Regions from separate parts of the Mus musculus genome. Here region 2 is linked to region 1. Evidence: chromatin contacts called from public promoter capture Hi-C data. All regions are on one chromosome and are shown on one strand. Each heading gives the region's core, a stretch centred on a gene start, on an enhancer-like site or on the middle of the called end of the contact. The rest is flanking DNA. Distances are from core to core; before and after follow the strand shown. Region 1 holds the start of Kidins220 (kinase D-interacting substrate 220). Region 2 has its middle 120 kb from the start of Gm29835.

Region 1 (6,826 bases), core at 3,381-5,880:
TATCAGACAGTCACCCAAGACCTCAGCCATTCTCTCCTGCACCTCCTTGCCTGGTGAACATTGCTCTGCCCCAGATGCATCTACTCTTGGAGTCTTGAGTGGTGGCGGAGTGTGTGGAGTGAGGAAGGTTAACAGAAGCCAAGGACTCTCTCTGCAGCTATGGGGAATTCATCATCCATACTGGGTTGAGACTTTTCAGTGTTGTGGTTGTTTGGGGTCCCACACACTCCTCCTATAAGTAGGTATTATTGGAATCGGGGTGTGGAGAAGGAGAGGAAGGTAGGAGGTGTGGCCTACTTGGAGGAAGTGAAAGGGTCACTGTACTGGCTGGTTTTGTGTGTCAACTTGACACAAGCTGGAGTTATCACAGAGAAAGGAGCTTCAGTTGAGGAAATGCCTCCATGAGATCCAGCTGTAAGGTATTTTTCAATTAATGATCAAGTAGGGAGGGCCCAGACCATTGTGGGTGGTGCCATCCCTGGGCTGGTAGTCTTGGGTTGTATAAGAAAGCAAGCTGAGCAAGCCAGTAAGCATCATTCCTCCATCCCCTCTACATCAGCTCCTGTCTCCAAGTTCCTGCCCTGTGTGAGTTCCTGTCCTGACTTCCTTTAGTGATGAACAGCAACGTGGAAGTGTAAGCTGAATAAACCCTTTCCTTTCCAATTTGCTTCTTGGTCATGATGTTTTGTGCAGGAATAGAAACCCTGACTAAGGCAATCACTCAGGGTGTGACCTTCTATATGTTACCTTGGTCTTTCCCTCTATTCCTTTCTCTCCCTCCACCACCTGTTCATAGTATCATGATGTTCTACCTAAACTATGAGGCCAAGTCCCCACAGACTGCTAATCCCATGAAAGTTATGAGTCTAAATAAATTCTTCCTGTCTTAAGTGAGTTGTTTCAGATGTCTTATCACAGTGACACAAAAGTAACTTAAACAGCAGCATTTATCACTCATCAAGGCAAACACCCCCAGAGCATCTCTGTATTAGTATCTTTTCTTCCTGCTGTGACAAAGTCTCTGACAGTGGCAACATGGAAGGAAGGGAGGGAGGGAGGGAGGAAGGAAGGAAGGAAGGAAGGAAGGAAGGAAGGAAGGAAGGAAGGAAGGAAGGAAAGAAGAAGGAAGGGTCTATTTCGGCTCCCAGTTGGAGGTAGAGTTCATGGCAGCAGGGAAGCTGGGGCTTGAAGCAGCTGGGCCATGTCCATCAGCAGCCAGAAAGCAGGGGGTGAGGGATGCTGGTATTCAGGTCTGTGTCACCCATGTCTAGGGCTTCCCAGCTCAACCTAATCTAGAAACTTCCTCATAGATACCCTCAAAGGTTGTCGCTTGGCTGACTCTAGATCCTGTTGATAGTTTAACTACCACAATCTCCAATACCACTCTTCGTTTCAACATTGTTTAGAGTATGAGTTGACCAATGAAGTTTATGCTTCATATCTCGATTAAGAAGCCAGAGAATCCTAAGTGGTAATAGAAAAGAAGCTGACACTTCAAATTTTTATGTGTTTGCCAAATTCTTGGTAACGAATACATATTCATCTTATTTGCTTCTTAAAAATACTTAACTTTCTAACTCCTCTGGGCTGGGGGAATGGGGTGCCATAAGAGAGAAGGAGTCAGATGCCCTGTAACTGAATTTATAGGCAGCTATTAGGCCACCAATGTGGGTGCTGGAACCAAACTCAGATTCTCTGCAAGAGCAGGTGCTATGAGCTATCTCTCCAGCTGTCCATATTTACTTTAAATCATAGAAGAGTAACACTGTAGCTGAGGCCGGCCTTAAATTGACAGCAATCCTCCTGCCTCAGTCTCCCCTATGCAGTGGAATTATAAGTATGATCTATCATACCAGCCAAGAAAGAACCATTTTAGAGCAACATAGTGTATAAAACATGTTGAGATTTCTGTGGAAAATATGCTAGACAATGAAACTGAAGCCACAGAGAAAGATTAGACCGTTGAAGTCATCAGGCCAGGTGCTGATGCTATGGAAAAAGGACCCGAGGGCGATCAAATTACAGCCTTGTTGGAGAGAGTGGCAAGGAGTGGAAAGATAATGCCTATTTTTCCTTCTCCATAAAAACACATGACAAGAAGGTAAGCCAGACTCTCAAAGCCGCTGATTCAGAGTCTTGGGTTGTTGAGTGATTCCAGAATCAACCCCACTGGGTGTGTCTCTTGGAAAGATCTAGGCAGGCTACATGAACCAGAGAAAGACCAGAGAGCAAGGGAAGAGGCATGTCTTTGAGACAAAACTGAGGAGGAAACCTTAGTTCTGCAGTAGTTCGATTGCAAGACTGGGTATGAGGGTCCATAGCGTGGAAGGGACCAGGGGCTGGCAAATCCTTGTTATCAAAATGAAACTTTCCCCTGAATCAGAGTAACCGTTCAGAGGCAGGAGGTAGAGGATAGAAACGTGTAGATTAACCCTGCTTCACCTAGGACTGCCCTGCAAACACTGCCTTCTTATCTCTCCCAATCCCCACAACATTTTGAATGCTTCTAAAAATCACTTTTATAAAATGTTATCTAGTCATTCTTAAATAATTAAAAAATTTATTTTATGGAAGGAATGCCTTATCCCTATAATTAAAAGGAAAAGGTCTGAGAGTTTTACCCCAATTCCTGTTCAGACCTGTCTGGTCCATGGCAGGGCAGGGGCTGGCTTTATAATTGTTGGAATGTGTTCCCAGCCTCCCTTGCCTCTCCTCACTGAGCCCACTCTGCATCCTGGTACCCTAACCTGCAGTTCCTAACCACAGTGCTTTCCAGATCAGCCCTAGGGAAGAATGGTGTGCTCCCTGAATGTCTGCAGGGATTTGGTTTCAATGATGGGAAGAAAGGTAGGTCGCCGAGCTGGGCTTGTGTCTGAGACCAAAGGCAATCAGTGGGATGTGCTTGCCCCTCATTCTGGTTTCCCCGCTGGAGGCAGAGAGCTCTGTGTAGGAAAGCATGAGCCTGGTCCTGTCTAAAGCCAGCTTCCTGGCTTGTGGAAGTCATCCCATTAATCTACTTGTCCCTCTGCACAAGTTAAAGGTACATGAAGGAGGGTCTGGGAGACTTGCATGAGAAATGAGTTGGAAGGCTAGGGCCAGGAACCTTCAGCCAATCTTTCTCAAATGTGAGCTGAGCCCCTGGGGGTAGCCCCCAAGGGCACAGGAACTACATTTCTGCAGCTATTTCTCTTCAGTGAGATCTTTTCAGTGACCTCTCTCACCCCTTGATAACATTCTCCCTCCCCTTCCCTCCCTTCTCTCCTTCCTTCCTCTTCTTCATCTTCTTCTTCTTCCTCCTCCTCTTGAGACAGGGTTTCACTATGCAGCCAGCCTCTAACTCACAGAGATTCCCCCTGCCTCTGCTTCTGAGTGCTGAGGGCAAAGGTGTGTACCACGAAGCCCAGTGTGTCTATTAGCAGAAAATACTGGCCAGTTTGCCCTGGCAGGGTTTGAAGGGGAAGGCAGGCAGAACAGGGCAAGGTCTGTGAGGGCACGCCTTCCAAGAGCCTCACTCCCAGGTGCTGTGGGGAACGGGCTCCACGGATGGGGGGGGCAGTACTGAAGAGTTTAACTGAGAAGTGCTTAGTGTCCTGACAGATAAGAAGAGTTCTGGGTAGGGAGAGGAGTTGAGAGAGTCGGCAGCCCATGGGGGAGTAAAAGGTTTAAAATAGATCTGAGTGATTAACACAGGAACTGCTTAGACAGTATGGGGTGATATGTGAGATAACTTTCCACTTCCTGTGGGGGTCCCACTCACTTCCGGAGATGGATCAGGAGGGAGCCTATAATATCGGCCATATTGGGGATGAGACTGACCGTGGGCAGAACTCTGGAACTCTGAATTAATTAAGGTAGGTGGAACCTGGGAAGGAGTACCATGCCTGGAAGAAGACTAGGAAATGGGTGTCAGGAGGCCCTTTGAAGGGAATATTGCCAGGATGGGGTTGCTGATGGTGGTCAGGGATCAGTTAATAGCATTTGGTGATACTTCTGCAGAGGTGGGAAGAGCAAAGTCTGGAAGGGCCTTGGGGGGTTGGGGCGGGGGGTCCTCAGCTGGAAGGAGGCAGTATGGACGTCTGCGGAGGCAGTGCATTCTTCCGATGATGGAGAAGGCAGATTTCGGACTTCTGGACCCTGGAAGGAGGAACTAAGCGACTTTCATTTGCAAAGTGGGCAATGGCTTCCAAAGTTGTAATTGTTGTTTATTTCTCTGAATTATTGCTTATAATGCCAGGTACGGGTTATAAATTAACTTTCAAAAGCGCGAATGACAGGGAAAAATATTGCCTGGGGCACCTGTGAAAAATACACTAATTTAGCTGGGTCAGCTGGGAGGTGGAGGCAGGAGGATCGGGAGCGTAAAGGTCATTCTTGGCTACATAGCAAGTTTGAAGCCTGCTTGGGCGACTTTGACTCTGTATCAAAACCAACCCAACCCAACCCAACCTAACCCAACCCAAACCATCTGAAGCCAAACCAGGCAAAGAAGCAATGTTTCCATTCCTTTAAAATAGAGGGAAGGGCGTCCAAGCCACTTCAGCACCTGCAACTCCTCCCACACTGCCCCCTCCAGGAGGCGTGGCCACAAGGAGCACCGCCCACCACACGACCACGTGACCTGTCAGTTCCTGACTCCTAGGAAGATGGCCGCCGGGCGTGGTGCGGGCATAGCTGTGTGCTCTTGGCGTCTTGTCCTCTGACAAGGTCTGCGGCGCTGTTCTGCAGAGCTGAGGGCGCCGTCTTCGGCCAGGCCGTGACACGGTCAGTGCGGAGGCGGAGAGGTCGGGTGAGGCAGAGCGACAGTGTCCGAGGCTGGGGGAGGGGGGAGGGGAAAGGGAGACGAGTCTGTCGGTGGCACCGGAGAGGGGGAGGGGGCCGGGATCGGAGGCTGGGTGCGGGGCGTCCGGGCGTCGGGCGAGGTCGGTGCAGCCAAGCGCGGAAGGCAGGCGCTCCGGTGCGGCGTTCTCCCGTGGGCACTGACTCCAGGCCCAGGCCGCTTTCCTTGTTGTCACACCCATCACTTAGTGAGTCCCGCAGCCGGTGCCCCTGAGCCTTACCTTCTTGGTTGCTTTGCTTTCCAGGGAGGAGAAGTTGTTTTCTTCTGTGCTAAATTGCCGAACCCACTGCCCCCATTGTCCTGTGCAGGCTTTTAAACGCCTTGCAAGATGCCCGCAAGCCCCCGAATAGAACGCGTCCATGTTTGCTTTGTGGGGATTTGTATACATTTTTTTTCCCTAGGTTGTCTTCACGTTTAAACCATTTTAGACCATTTTCTCATTAATAACTGTTTGTGGAGCTCTCTGCCCCCTAGAGGTGCTTGCTAAAAATGCACCGGTTTTGCTTTTCAGAGCTTCCCATTTCTTGGTGTGGGGTGTGGCTGAGGAAAAACCTCTTGGAGGTGATTCTGATGGGTTAGTCCCCCGCTCTCTTTTTGACGCTACGAAAAAACAAAGCGTCTACAGTAAAAGGAAAAGACACATAATCTATTTTTAAGGGCAGTTGGGTGTCTGGTTCAGAGCCAAGACTGGAAATGCTGTGGCAAGGTGCGTTCTTTGTTCTCAAGCTTTACAACGACAGTCAGTCAACTTGATCAGACCGACTTGGGGGTCCTTGTTAAAAATTTGTTTCTGAGCTTCACCACAGGCCTGCAAAAATGGGACTATTTGGGTCAGGAGACAAATAATTGCACACCAGTTTGAGAATCCTTTTAAACACTCTGAGAATGGTTTCCAGATTTATCTTTGGCATCTCGTTTCCATAAATTCTTTTCTCTTTTTCATTTTTTTCTACCTTCCCTCCTTCCCTCCCTCCCTCCCTCCCTCCCTCCCTCCTTTTTCTCCTCCTCCTTCATCCCCCTCTTCTCCTTTTTTTCCTCTCCCTCCCTGGTCTTCTTAATATGTAGCCCTGGTCTGCTTGGAACTGATAGAGATCAGCCTGCTTCTGCCTCCCAGGCCCCTGTGCCACTACATCATTCTCTAGTTATCAGCTCTTTAAGGGTATCCCCACAGCCCCAATCAATTCTAAGGTGGCTGGTTGGAAGGGGCACACATATGTAACGAAATGCCTGCTGCCTTCTTTCCTAGACTTTCCCATTTCCTCCCACCTCTCCTCTTTTCTTTCCCTTCCATCCCTGCACGCATGGGTGCTCTTTCTCTGGTGTTCATGACAACAACACTAACATTGTTTTTCTTTCCCAGTCACATGGTCGTTTATTATTTTCCTTATCTCTGGATATTTTGTTCTGTCCAAAATTCAAACTTTGGGAATTCTATTTGGTTAAACGTAATGTCTTGCATTTCTTTTCCACTTTAATTGCCTGATTCCTTTCCTGTAGGCTGTCTGTTTTGGTCCCTAACTTGTGCCTAGAGTTCTGATTCTTTTTTTTTTTTTTTAAGTCTATATTGTGTATGCATGCACTGCTAAATTATATTTTTCTATATATGATCCCGTGTGAGCCTGCCATCCCCTTTTCCAGCTTTTGTTGAAGAATGTCAGTTTTATTTTTCTTCACTGAATTCCTGAATGTTTGGAAGGCACAAGCAGAAACCTTGGGGAAAGGAGGCTTCTGGGGTTGAGGAGAGGTCAGAATCCTGGGTAGCTTGATGACCTGTGTCTCAGGGGCCACACTGAGGCCGCACTGACGAAGAGACTTTCTCTGTTCATAGCTGTAAGCTCACTCTCTGATGATTGTGGTTTTACTTACACAGCATCAATCGTGGCCTGGACAGTTGTGTTTTTAAAGATGCATTTATTGCATTTACATGAGTACACTGTCACTCTCTTCAGACACACCAGGAGAGGACACCAGATACCATTACAATAGTTG
Region 2 (7,144 bases), core at 742-3,241, 890 kb after region 1:
GGATTAAAATCTCTGAAATCATGAGTCAAATGCATATTTAACGTTTGAAGTTGTTTATCTCAGGGTTTTTTTGTTTGTTTGTTTGTTTGTTTTTTTTTTCTTGTTTTTTGTTTTTTGTTTTTTGTTTTTGTTTTTGTTTTCGTTTTGGTTTTTTTTTGCCACAATGACCAAAAGCTAACAGAATGTATGACAGGAAGCACTTTCAATTCTGTATGGTCACAGAGATTTGTACAAAAGTATTGTGTTTAAAATTTAAAAAGTGTTTGGGAGTCCTGTGTGTCTCAGTTAGGGTGGTATGATGAAACACCATAATCAAGAGCAAGATGGGGAGGACAGGGTTTATTTAGCTTATACTTCCATCACATGACATGCTATCATCAAAGGAAGTCAGGACAGGAACTCAAGCAGGGCAGGAACCTGGACACAGGAGCTGATACAGAATACATAGAGGGGTGCTGCTTACTGGCTTGCTCACCCTGCTTTAAAGAAACTAGGATCACCAGCGTAGGGATGGAACCACCCACAGTAGCACCCTCCCAGTCAATCACCAATTAAAAGAACCCTACAGGCCTGCCCACAGCCTGTCTTATTGAGGCATTTTCTTAATCGAGAGCGTCTATTCTCTTAGATGACTTTATCTTGTGACAAGTTGACATAAAACTATCAGCACATTATGAAAAGGACAGAAATCTAATAGTATGTGACACAAAGACTACAAGCCTGTGTGGCAGCTCTGTGGCTGGAAAAACTGTAACACATCCATACCACAAAAGCAACTAACTCACGAAATAGTGGGGCAGAAGAGCATTTGTCAGTAACTTGAGATGTATAAAGATGTCATGTGAGCCCCAGTCCCACTGGACCTAAAGTTGGACTGCATCATTTGGGCTATGATAATGTGAGGTGCCTGGCACTGGCCATTGTGTCCCTCATGCTCAGCAAATACTGTAGCGTTGTTCCTTCTGTTTGTATGTGATAGTCTATGTGAAATGTAAGTTGTCTGATGACTTTGACACTCAACCAAGAAAAGAAAATTGAGAGTAAGAAGAGAATCATGAATTTAAGTCTAGTTCCCACTGAGAGTTCTCTGTATCATCCAGAGGAGCCTCCTCCATTAAAGAAGAGGCTAGTGCCAAGACTTCATGGGAAAAATGGACATGATGGAGTCCTGGCCTGGGAACAAGAAATGACATGTTCTTGCTTCTAAGTCTAAGCTTCAGGCAGGAGATGTACTGAGGACAGCAGGGCAGGCTACACTTGGCTATCACACCTGAAACACACACAAATATATAGGGAATCAAGAAGTGCTCAGTTATCTTCAAGACCCATCAGAGGTGACAGGGAGGGTTCCTTAATCAAAACTGCCCAGACAAGGACAACTGAGTATGGGCTAACTGTCTCTAGGAACACACATGGCCATGGACAGGGACATCTGCAGCTAATCTGATATTTGGTTCCCTGAAACATGTTTTGGAAACTAAATGTCTTCCTACCAAATTTCTGTCATCTATGTTGATCTGTCATTGTTGAGATGCCTTGATATTTATTAAAGTGGTTTTGTTTACTGAAGATTCACCTTGACATGATCCTCATCTTTATCAGGACTTATTTGGTATAATAGAAGAAGAAAAATAAATAAAAAGAAGCAAGGAAAGAAAGATGAAAGGAATGAATAGAAAACAGTGAAAGAAGGGGAGAGGGGGAAACACACACACACACACACACACGGCAGAGGGGCCAGCAATGAGGGAGATTTTGTTCAGAGCAACTAAGCTCAAGAATTAAAAACCAGAAAAACAATGTAGAGTGGGACTGGGTTTGAGAGCTGATCCAGTTTGGTAAGGGAACTTTCCATTTTCTACATAAAGTCCCGAATCTGACTCAGGTAATAGTTGGCTGTGATTCATCCAATCATTCATGCATAGATCCTCTGGGCCACTTGATATTTTTCTTTGCAAATGTTGAAATAAAGGTTCAGTGACACTTCTAACTGGTTCAACTGAACAGCATTGGCAAGGATTTGGGTCAGAGTTGAAGCTTGCTTTCTGCAATTCCAAACATGGCTTTCCACGTGGTCCTTGCTCTTTCTGTAATACTCTTCAAAGGGATAATTTCCGTAGTTGTAAAGGATCCTTAGTTCATGGTTCCAATATAGGAGAAAGGCTTTTTGGAGGACTCAGAAAAAGCAGTGTCTGATATACATTAGTATACTACATGTGCTCAATCCTCTATCTATCCATCATCTATCTATCCATCTATCATCTATCTATCTGTTTGTCTATCTGTCTGTCTATCATTTATCTTATTTTTTCAGAAGCAATGAAACTATGGAGAGTAGTGGGTAGCATAGTGAGAGGAGACAAAGGTGGAAAGATGAGGAGAGGAACTCTGTACAGGGTATCACACACCATCTATGACCTGTACTGTCAATGCTACACAAGTGTTGTAGAGCTTTCAGTAAAGGTCAGACAATCCTGATGATGAGAACAATGGGCCAAGCCAGAGGGCCCCATCTTTGCCCCCTCCACACTTTTACTCCTTTTTTCCCATTTTTATTAGGTATTTAGCTCATTTACATTTCCAATGCTATACCAAAAGTCCCCCCATACCCACCCACCCCCACTCCCCTACCCACCCACTCCCCCTTTTTGGCCCTGGCGTTCCCCTGTACTGGGGCATATAAAGTTTGCATGTCCAATGGGTCACTCTTTCCAGTGATGGCCGACTAGGCCATCTTTTGATACATATGCAGCTAGAGTCAAGAGCTCCGGGGTACTGGTTAGTTCATAATGTTGTTCCACCTATAGGGTTGCAGATCCCTTTAGCTCCTTGGGTACTTTCTCTAGCTCCTCCATTGGGAGCCCTGTGATCCATCCATTAGCTGACTGTGAGCATCCACTTCTGTGTTTGCTAGGCCCCGGCATAGTCTCACAAGAGACAGCTACATCTGGGTCCTTTCAATAAAATCTTGCTAGTGTTTGCAATGGTGTCAGCGTTTGGATGCTGATTATGGGGTGGATCCCTGGATATGGCAGTCTCTACATGGTCCATCCTTTCATCTCAGCTCCAAACTTTGTCTCTGTAACTCCTTCCATGGGTGTTTTGTTCCCAATTCTAAGGAGGGGCATACACACTTTTACTCTTACCACTAGTTGGAAGCGCTTTTTTTTTTTTTTCTCTCGTCAATGGCAGACCTCAAATTCCTATGCTGGAAAAATGTCAAGGTCTTCAAGTTCTTTAAGAAGAGACTGCCCACTTCTTCTGAGGTTCACACCAGAAATGCTGGCTAGTATGTGGGGGAAAAGAGGCTTTCTTTGTGGTTTGCCAGCTTCATGGGCTGACACATAAATAAGCATAGGTAAATAATTTTCTGGAAACCAGCCAAGTAAAATGATATGTTCTCAGACCAACCTGGAGATCCGAGTCAGAAGTGAGGCCATCTTTGCCACAGTGCTCATGCATGGTTTACAGGTTCCCTGTTTAGCTGACTCCCTTGGAAGAGTCTGTATAATACCAGATCAAGCCTCCTTAGGTCTTACTCTAAAGACTGTCTCTAAACAGAGCAAAAGAGGAGACAGGCATCTTGAAGCTGAGAAGTGGGAGGGAGAACAGAGATAAGAGAAAAAAATAGGAGTTGAAATCTGTGATGGGCAACCACAGACCTCATGCCTAGGGGATTAAAACACTCTATAGTGATTATCCCCAAATGGATTGCATTGTGTCTTTTCATTGTGATGGTGCTAAAATGGTCACCAGGAAGTCAGAAAGTCAACTTCAGGTTTTCACCAGCATTTGTGTGTACCATGGGAACCCCTCACATGACCTGCATATGTTAGCTAAATGCCCCAAACCAATGGTAGATGCCTGGCATTGAAGAGCTCTGGAGATGCCTTCCTCCTGAAGAGCCACAGTGGCTTTTCAGAAGGCCTCTCTGGGTTTTACAGTCAGAGCCTCTGAAATTCTCAGGGCCCCAGGAGTGATCTTTACAGTCGTTATCTGTGTGTTCCAGGTAGCTGATGCTCTCTTGTTTAAAATTCTCCAGTGAGATTCCAGATTTGTCAGGGTGAACTTCAAAGTCCCTGTGTCCTTTGGTTACTGTGAGCCTTTGCAGGCCTCAGCCCCCTCTCTACGTGAAATATTTTCTTTCTGGCATTTTCAAGGATGGACCCCTTCTCATGTGTGTACGTGTGCATGTGTTTTCATGTGAGTGAGTTGTGTCCTTTATCAAGTGTCCTCTAATTCCTGACCCCTGACTGTTTTGGGACAGGGTCTCTCACAGCCTGCCAAGTAGACTAGGATGGCCGACCAGTGACCTCCAGTGGTCAGCCTACTTGCCTCCCCTTCCGGAGTCTGGAGTTTTAAGTGCTTACTCTTCCCATTCTGAAACTTGTGATGGACACCAAGCTTTCGTCAAACTCAGAGTTTCTCCTGCCTCTGCCTGACAAATGCAGGCACTAAAAGCGTACACCACTCTATTTTGCTGTTTGCCCTGCTCTAACTCCCTTTATTTTATATTCTCTCTGCTTTAACAATCGATGTCTCATCCCACTTTCTCACCATGTTCCTGTTCCATCCTGTTATTCCTCCCCTCCCCTTGCCGCCATCAAGACACTGTTGGTAAGATGCTGCTTCCTGTGAGACCTGCCCTGGAAGTGAGCTGGGCTATCCCTGTTCTCATCGAAGCTTAGGCTTGCTCTGTTGCTGCTCTGGATTCTCTGGGCATTTTCTCACTTAGTTTTCTTTTGCCTCTCCCTGGTGACTTTGACTTGCATGTGCAGTCTGTGATCTAAACACAGGGCACAACTGGTGACAGAAAAAAAAGATAAACAAATAAATGTGAGATAAAGAAATAAAAGGAAACTAGGCGTACTGACATTCTAATAAAGAGGTCTCTGTACTATCTATCATGCAGAGGCCCAAAATGCTGTCATAACCTTTTGCCTCCTCAGGCTGTGTAGGAACCATGCTAACCTCAGCCTCGGCAATGTGACAGATCTTCCTGGAATAACCAGAATCAGGGGGGCTGGGTGTCTCTTGCCCACACCCAGTGCTGTGTTCGCTTTCTGTGTTTCCTGTCTGCCCACTCACGTTTGATTTGGTCTCTTTCTCATCAGTGAGGCTATTTTCTTTCACAACATATGCTTATTTTTTATTTTGCCCATCCTTTTGAAATGCTCATGTCTCTCTGACATTTGTCAAAATGGTTTAATGTTTTTTATTTTATAAATTCACGTCTTTAGAGACCTGCCCTTGCAATTTAGGGATACAACCACCAGGTGGCAGGATGGCTTTCAAACTACCAGGCTCAGCCTATTGGCTGAATTCTGTAGGAAGTAGGTGTCTACCCAACTTAAGAATGGCAGCCCCTGCAGGGCACTTCTAGGGTGAGAAGCTCAGGGAGGGAAGACAGCCATTTAGTTATGAAAATGGAGGGGAAAAAAGTCGTCTGTGCAAATGCCTGGGGTCAGCAATTTAGGAGCACTGATTACCATCCATGGCGGTCCTTCTCCTCAAGAGTTAAGTCATCTGACAAGGTGTCCTTCAACCATGTTGGACACTGCCTTGATCTCACTCAGTAGGGATGCTCCATCTCTCAAATAGCCCTTTCTAAGCAACCTTTAGCACTGCCATGTCACTGATGTCTGTCCGGGTGGGTCTTAGAGCTATTCCCTCTTATTTGCCCCCTCCTCCAAGAAATCTGTCAGAAGAAATCAAAGGAAAAATTTTAAAAAAGGCCATGGTGGCTGTGTTCCATGCAATGTTTTGTTCTGTTTCCACCAGAAGGGAAAGATTCGAAATGTCCCACCACCTGGGTCCACTTGGTTTGCCTGAAGTTAATTCACTCACCAGCTGTCAGGGCTGCTTCTGTCCTTGGGTGAGATTTGGCTTGCTCACCCACTCTTCTGAGCTGCAACTGGGCCTGGCCTCATTAGAAGCCATGTGGCCTCCATAGCTGGCACCATTACTGTCCCTGGAGTCAACCCGGATTACATCAGCCTCCTCTGATGGCCCAGAGCAGATTTCACACTTTTTTTCCTCTTTCCAATTTGTGCTGTTTGGTTGCTGCCTTTGCATCCTGGGGAGTCGCTGTGTGGTATGCAGTCAGAGGGGCTGCCATGATTCTCAGTCTTGCTCTTACAGCTCAGCCCCACTTCTCCAACTCAGTGCCCCCGGGGGACTCCAGGTGGGGGTGAGCTTACAAACACTATCCACTTTAAATTTTTTTCTGAGTAACTCAGGTTGGTACTGTAGATGGTGAGGTTTTTGGCAGACTTATACTCCCCATCCTTTCTAACAGATGCATGGGAGAATCCCAAGAGTGCACACGGGAGCATATCTTTGTTCAAAAGGCTGGGCAGCCTTCTATTGACTTGACCCACACCAGGTGGGGGATACACATAGAGGCTTTCTCATGGAGTTAATGAAGCTGAACAAGAATTTACTCGGGTCTTCTATCACATTGCTGGGTACCATTTAGATGGATTGTGGGTGATGAAAATGAGCTTGAGTTATGCATGAGAAACGTTAAATTCCAGTCTTCACTGCACCCCTGTAAATACCTGCGCTGTTTAAGAGATATAAGAATGCATACTGCAGAAGACCAACATCGCCCAACAGGTGACAGAGACTCAGAACAACACTGTTCTGGGTCTTTCTAGACCAAACCTTGCATGCTCTCCTCTGAAGCAGTTCATGTCATTCCTAAGTCTGATTGTTTTTCAGTTCATAAAAGCAAGACTTGCTTAGTATAAAAAATTCAAAGACGTAGACAAATACAGTCTTTGAACTATCTTTGGCCCATGAGTCAGTGTTAACTTCACCAAACGATTTGATGTGTCTCCATTCTGTGGTTATTGTCAGCAATATTTCTAATACACAGCTAAGTAGATCAACAGATGGGCCAACACTCAGTTAACTCTTTCTCCATTGGTCTAAATTTGAGTCTTGTCTCACACAAATGGCAATCACAGGGTAGAGTTTGAATTCCCCCTTCAGGGACTATCAGTACTTGGAATATTTCTTGGCCAATAGCCTCAGTGCATGTGAAGCTGATTTGCACACTGGCAACTCGAAGTCCTGTGTGCAGATGCCTCACTTATCTACCTGCAGAGACGATGAGAGGAAATGCGCCACAGTGTCCGCA

What was found. Promoter capture Hi-C pulls out the DNA fragments that hold promoters and counts their contacts.
Region 2: a promoter capture Hi-C map of liver shows a contact between it and region 1, with 2.8 times the contacts expected there. The contact joins the enhancer-like site here to the promoter of Kidins220 in region 1. A contact is called at or near these places in 6 of 39 promoter capture datasets (cranial neural crest, frontonasal cranial neural crest, liver and 2 more), 1 of 115 datasets of contacts at active chromatin or transcription factors (large pre-B cells) and 1 of 9 other capture datasets (liver).

Annotation. Positions count from the first base shown.
Region 1 is chr12:24,970,302-24,977,127 of GRCm38.p6, forward strand. Kidins220 (kinase D-interacting substrate 220) reads left to right here and starts at 4,631. Exons shown (of 32, transcript NM_001081378.1): 1 at 4,631-4,761. It overlaps Gm36236 (a long non-coding RNA gene), which reads right to left and starts at 5,296. Exons shown (of 2, transcript XR_381341.3): 1 at 5,058-5,296; 2 at 1,884-4,812.
Region 2 is chr12:25,859,295-25,866,438 of GRCm38.p6, forward strand. No RefSeq gene overlaps it. Among named protein-coding and RNA genes, the nearest start is that of Gm29835, 120 kb to the right of the region's middle. Within about 2 kb of position 1,992, at least 4 of the 459 cell types and tissues checked have an H3K27ac peak or open chromatin away from gene starts, as enhancers often do. A contact at or near this core is called in liver, where this site is marked.